Linked DNA regions of Hordeum vulgare: region 2 is linked to region 1. Evidence: chromatin contacts called from public Hi-C data. All regions are on one chromosome and are shown on one strand. The core of a region is the stretch at or near the end of the contact, and the rest is flanking DNA. Distances in the headings are between cores, read along the strand shown.

Evidence for each region. Hi-C and Micro-C count contacts between places; a contact is called where the count stands out from the background.
Region 2: a Hi-C map of leaf shows a contact between it and region 1, with 6 times the contacts expected there. The contact joins the enhancer-like site here to the promoter of LOC123440053 in region 1. A contact is called at or near these places in 3 of 6 Hi-C or Micro-C datasets (all in leaf) and 1 of 1 datasets of contacts at active chromatin or transcription factors (embryo).

What each region holds. Positions count from the first base shown.
Region 1 is chr3H:406,822,444-406,825,153 of MorexV3_pseudomolecules_assembly, forward strand. LOC123440053 (pathogenesis-related genes transcriptional activator PTI6-like) reads right to left here and starts at 1,296. Exons shown (of 1, transcript XM_045116646.1): 1 at 1-1,296. The coding sequence starts at 602.
Region 2 is chr3H:407,185,655-407,188,354 of MorexV3_pseudomolecules_assembly, forward strand. LOC123444007 (ubiquitin-conjugating enzyme E2 5A) reads right to left here. Exons shown (of 5, transcript XM_045120603.1): 4 at 1,810-1,914; 5 at 1,376-1,727. The coding sequence ends at 1,587. Among protein-coding and RNA genes, the nearest start is that of LOC123444007, 15 kb to the right of the region's middle. Within about 2 kb of position 1,342, at least 2 of the 3 cell types and tissues checked have open chromatin away from gene starts, as enhancers often do. A contact at or near this core is called in leaf, where this site is marked.

The sequences.
Region 1 (2,710 bases), core at 46-2,545:
TCGGCCCTGTCCCCCGCCAAGGACGACATCGACGGGACCTTGCGGAGCACGGAGGTCGGGGACGACACCGCCTGCGAGGACTCGGCGCCGGACTCGTAACCGGCCGCCGTCAGGTCCTCCTCCTGGGCGCCCTCCGAATTCGTGGACGTGGAGAAGTTGGTCGTTGCGGTGGCGCCACGGAGCTGAATGGCCGCAGAATCGTACACGCGCGCGGCCTCCTCGGCGGTGTCGAAAGTGCCGAGCCAGACGCGCACGCCGCGCCACGGATCGCGGATCTCCGCCGCGAACTTGCCCCACGGCCGCCGCCTGACGCCGCGGAACTTGGTGCTCTGCGCAGCAGAGCCGCCGCCGCCGCCCTTGGCCAGCCTCTTCCGCGCACCGGTGTACCCACCAACACGCCTCGGCAGGTCGTCGTCTCCCGGGCTGCACTGCTCCGGCGAAGTAGCCGCCGCCTGCACCAGCGGCGTCGGGGCCGGCGGAAGCTCCCGCACCATCCTTCCCACCCTCCGAGCGGCGCAGCCCTCCTCGTCCTCCTCCTCGCTGGACGAGTCCGTCACGTCGGGATCGTCCCAGTAGATTCGCACCGTGCGCGACCGCGACATGGCACGCGCCAACCAAAAGAGACAGGCCTTCTTCTTCTCCACCACCGCCGAGTAGCACCACACAGAGGAGAGTTTGATGCCGGCCAAAACCCCTTTGAAGACGCAGTTAGAAAGCCCAAAACGAGCACCCAGGCCCCAGCAGGAAAGGAGGCTGCAGCCTTAACCGACCGAGCGGATTGAACGGGCGGATCGATCGCTCGCTCCTGCTCTGCGCGCGGATCAGCAGGAGAATAAAGAGCAAAGGGACGGCAGGGAGGAGGACGGAGTGACGATGGGAGCAGACGCGGCAGGGGAAGGCAATAAAGATGGCCTCCTCCTCCTATGTACTCTTTACCTTGTTTTATTTTAAAAAAGGCGAGCAGAAATGTAACAGCAGCAGCAACTGCGAGAGCTCAAGGCAGCAGCAGTAATAACTAATAAAGCCGCGCGTACTACTCCTACGTCCGTCCTCTGCCTGCAGCGAGGCGCCGGGATAATAACGGTTTTGGAAGTCTGTGAAGTTTTGAGTCGACGAGAGAGAGGAACACAAGGGCGTGGAGCGCAACAAGGGAAGCGCGAGCAACAAGGACGGGAGTGGAGAAGAAGAGAATGAGCAGAGTGGCCTTGGAAGCAGGAGTAGATACTACTCGTACTAGCTGAGCTGGGAAACGGTGATGGGATGGGGATGGGGATGGGATGGGAGTTTTGGGGGTTTGGGGAGGTTTTTGGGAGAGTGGACTGGGGTTCGTTAGCGCCGTCTTATAGGATCGCCCGACCCGACAGCCTCTGCTTGAGCCCACGCCCGATTCCGCAGCGAAAGCGTTTTTAACTCCCAAGTCCGAACGCCTCGCCGGCCGTAATTAAAGCCTGCATGCAGGTTTAACCTCTCCCTCCCCCAGCCGCATTTACCGCCACTTGCAATGCGATGCCATTGGTTTACGGGGTAGGTTCCATTTCAAATCCCGCGCCACTAGTTTAATTACCCGACCCCGAGGACGACGCCTCCTCCCTTCGCCTCCGTCCATTTTACTCGTAGCTGTAAACTGTGCGCGGCGCCTGCAAAACTGCTCCCGTGTTTGTTTGGCACTGTGGGTAACTGGTGCCGTGGTCGCTGCTTCTGGCTGCAGAGCAAGGGGAGAAGAACCACTCTACGGGCCCGATGCGTAACGGGCATGGGCGGCCTGGGTAACTCGTAAGCTGTGCCACAGTGCGGGCTGGTCTGCTCCAACTGTGACGCCGTGAGCGCGGTTTGCGCCATCCTGTCCTCCCTTCAATGGAGGTCGTGCGTGCCTCTTTCAGGAAGATGTGGTTTCCCTAGCAATTGCTCTCCTACTCCTTCATTCATCTGTCAGCTTCGGGTCACGCAGCTGCACTGTTTTGCTGACTGAATATAGGAGGAGCGATGTCATGAAGGCATGACGTGCTGCTCCTGCCACTGCTCGCGTTGGTCGACGCTTCCCGGTTCCTTGGGCGTAGTGGTGGTGGTGTTGACGGCCGATTCGTCGTCGACACTCTCCTCACTGCCACTGGTTGTGGCTCTGGTTCACCAAGTCAAGCAAGCATCGATGAGCCGCGCGCGGTGGCGGTGCGTGTGTGCCCCGACCCAATCGCCCCATTCCTTCCGATCTCCGACTCGAGTGCGGTTGCGTCCCCGTCGTCATATATTTTTTGGCCGCCGTACGGAGGTCGGCTCCGCGCGAGCGTGATCCCTGAGCGGGCGGGGCCGCCGGGCAGTGCCGGTCGCTCGCACTCACGCGGGGCGCAGTGGGGATGGAGGATGGCACGGGGCCACTGCCGCAGGGTAGGGATGAGCCAATGGCGGGCCGAGGCGTGGTGGGCCGAGGCGTGGCGCGAGTGCAGGCATCGGATTGCGGGAGGCGGGAGGTGGGGCGGCACGTGATGGCGGTCGGTCGTGGACGGAAAGGAAACTCCGGTCAAATCGTCGGGCGGAGCACCGGCGTCAGGGAGCCTCTGACCCGGAGGACGGAGAGCCATTTATCAAGTCTAACCAAGGACAGCCTCAATACGCACAATCAAAATCGCTCTTAAGATCATCTTCAATACATGGTTCAAATTTTGGCGGTTTAAAATCAATAATGTAAAATTTAAACGGTAAAAAAATGCATTTT
Region 2 (2,700 bases), core at 92-2,591, 360 kb after region 1:
TCCACATAGAAACACTGAGGTTGTTTCTGTTTTCAACCAACATAGAAACGCCAAGGCTGGCCACGTTTTTGCGCGCGTCGCTCGCTGACGCGACAGGCCAGAAACGCCGACCCACATTGCATTTCTAGAAACGTCAGGGTCTTTGACGTCTCCGCCCCCATACGTAAGCAACTCGATCAGCACAACAATGATTTCGGCCGACAGGCGACAAAGCATGAAAACGCCAAAGCTCATGGCATTGCTGGACAAGGTAGAAACGTCAAAGCCCTTGGCATTTCCATGTGGGCTGCAACGCAAGCTACCTCGACGTTTTCATGTGAAACAACAACACAAACTAGCTCGACTTTTCTATGTGGAGAAGAAACGCCATGATCTGTGACGTTGCCAAAAAGTCAGATTGTGAAATAGTTTCAAGCAGAGTTTATTTTGTGCTATACTTTGTTGATAATGTCAAAACAGTGATTTCATCTGCCCAAAGCATCGTATTCATACCCATCAAGCCGCTACTGGCGTCATTATTAGTACCACTTAAACGTGAGAATGGTTATTAAAAAACCGGGTGTAACAGTTCGGTTTTTACTTTGGGTTTGATTGGTTCAAGTTTTATTGGGCTGAGATTTTTTTAGTTTGGTTTTGATTTGGGTATGTGGAGAAACCAGTTTGGGTATAGTTGGTTATGGGTTTAAACGGTTTGGTTATTAGCGGTTATAAACTATGGGTCCAAACCGGTTTCTAGACATTGGTTATATGCAATATTCAACTACGACCGAGAATGAGTATCTTTGATCCGCGTGCATACTGTAATGCACTATGTAATTATGTATTATGGGGAAACAACAGATGAAAATCAAAAGTGTTTTCTTGTGCTTTCGCTAAGCAATTTGGTTTTAATACACTTGTTAGTGAGCTTATTAGCCATGGGCATGTTCTTTTTGTCTCTTACTGTGTGTTAACTGTATCTTAAGGATTACTTTGTTTTTAAACTAGATGCACTTATGCCTTTTCTATCTTATTTGTTTCTTAACATGCCAATTTGTGCAATCATGTGTACATTAAAGCAAACCCATGGTTATGTACTGGGTTTAAACCCATGGTTATGTTTTTGGTTTAAATTGGTTTGGGTGGAAAAAATAGTGGGTTTGATTTTGGTTAAGCTAAAAATGACACTAAATGGGTATGGTTTTGAAAAATAAATGAATGAGTATGGTTCAAGTATGAAACCATTCTCAAATTTAGTACCACTACACCCTAATCGATCATTTTGACGCCACCTGACCTGAGAGAACCCCTGCGCATGATCAGACCAGTACTACCAGCACGGTACGGATGTTTGGCAAACAGGCGATGCCCGCCAAAGCACGCAACGTGTAAGCAATTTAAAGCACATTGCAAGCACCCACATGGCGGCAGGTGGTGACATTTATCTGAATCCAAAATATGCAACACCGGTTCGATGATCCAAGTCACTGCGCCAAGTGACACAAATTGAGCAACGAGTGCAGCCAGTTTTGACAGGCACATACACACGCACAGATCGAGAATGTTACAAACAAGACCGACTCCGGCGACCCGTCCGCCGTCTTACATTACATGGCATACCTCTGCGTCCAGGTCCTGGCGGTGCTCTCGTACTTGTGCCGGTCCGTCTTGTACATGTGCGCGATCTCAGGAACCAGAGGATCATCAGGGTTTGGGTCACACAGCAGGGAGCAGATGGACAGCAGCACCTGTGTAATGTAACCCCACAGAGTAGCAGATGAGCTCAACTCCACTGTGAAGAACCAAGTGAGGGAGAGGAAAGTAGCAAACCTTGGAAATAGTCAGAGCGGGGCTCCATTGGTCCTTGAGGATGTCGAGGCAAATGCTCCCGTTGCTGTTGATGTTTGGATGGAACACCTTGGTGCGGAATGCCACCTGCATGTTGCATAACGAAGAGGATTCATGCATACTCTGTCGATGATTTGCATTTCTTTTTTTGTAAAGCTATATGGATGATATTCAGTATGGCAAGTAAACTTCCGGACTGAAACTTTTAAGCTTGCATTAGATCATCAGTAACCATAGAGCTTGTACACTCGCAATTCTGTGGTTATAAACAAGAGAGAGAGAGGGAGGGAGGAGGGAGGGAGCAGGAGAGGGAGGGGAGAGAGAGAGTACCCCGCAAATATTTCGAGATAATTGCAAGGCAGTACCACACTTGGGCACGTCGTGGCGGATAGGTACCACTAATCAAAAGTTTTGCACGTCAGTACCACTTCACAGACTAATTGTTGCGAAACGGGCTGACAGGCGTATAAACGCGTATTGACCACGTATTTGACAGATCTAGCCCGCATGTCAGGTAACACGGTGGCGTACACGAGCGCGACGTGGACCGAACAGGCTCGGTCGCTCGCTCCCCTCTCCTACGCCGCTGTAACTGGCCCGCGATTCACGGGAACTTCGCGAGTCGCCGGCGCTGGCCTGGATCGGCAGGGGGGCTGGCCACCGGCCTGGCGACGGCGCGACCACCACGCGGACGCACTGGACCGAAGCTCCCTACGCCCACAGGCCACAGCCAGCCGCTGGCCTGGATCCAATGCGCTGGCCATATCCGCCGCGGAGGGAAACACGCACTACCCCCGGGTGTCGGCGAGCAGGCCTCGCGATACCTCCACGCCGCCCTACTCTCCACACGCGCACCGCTCCCCTCGGCTTCGA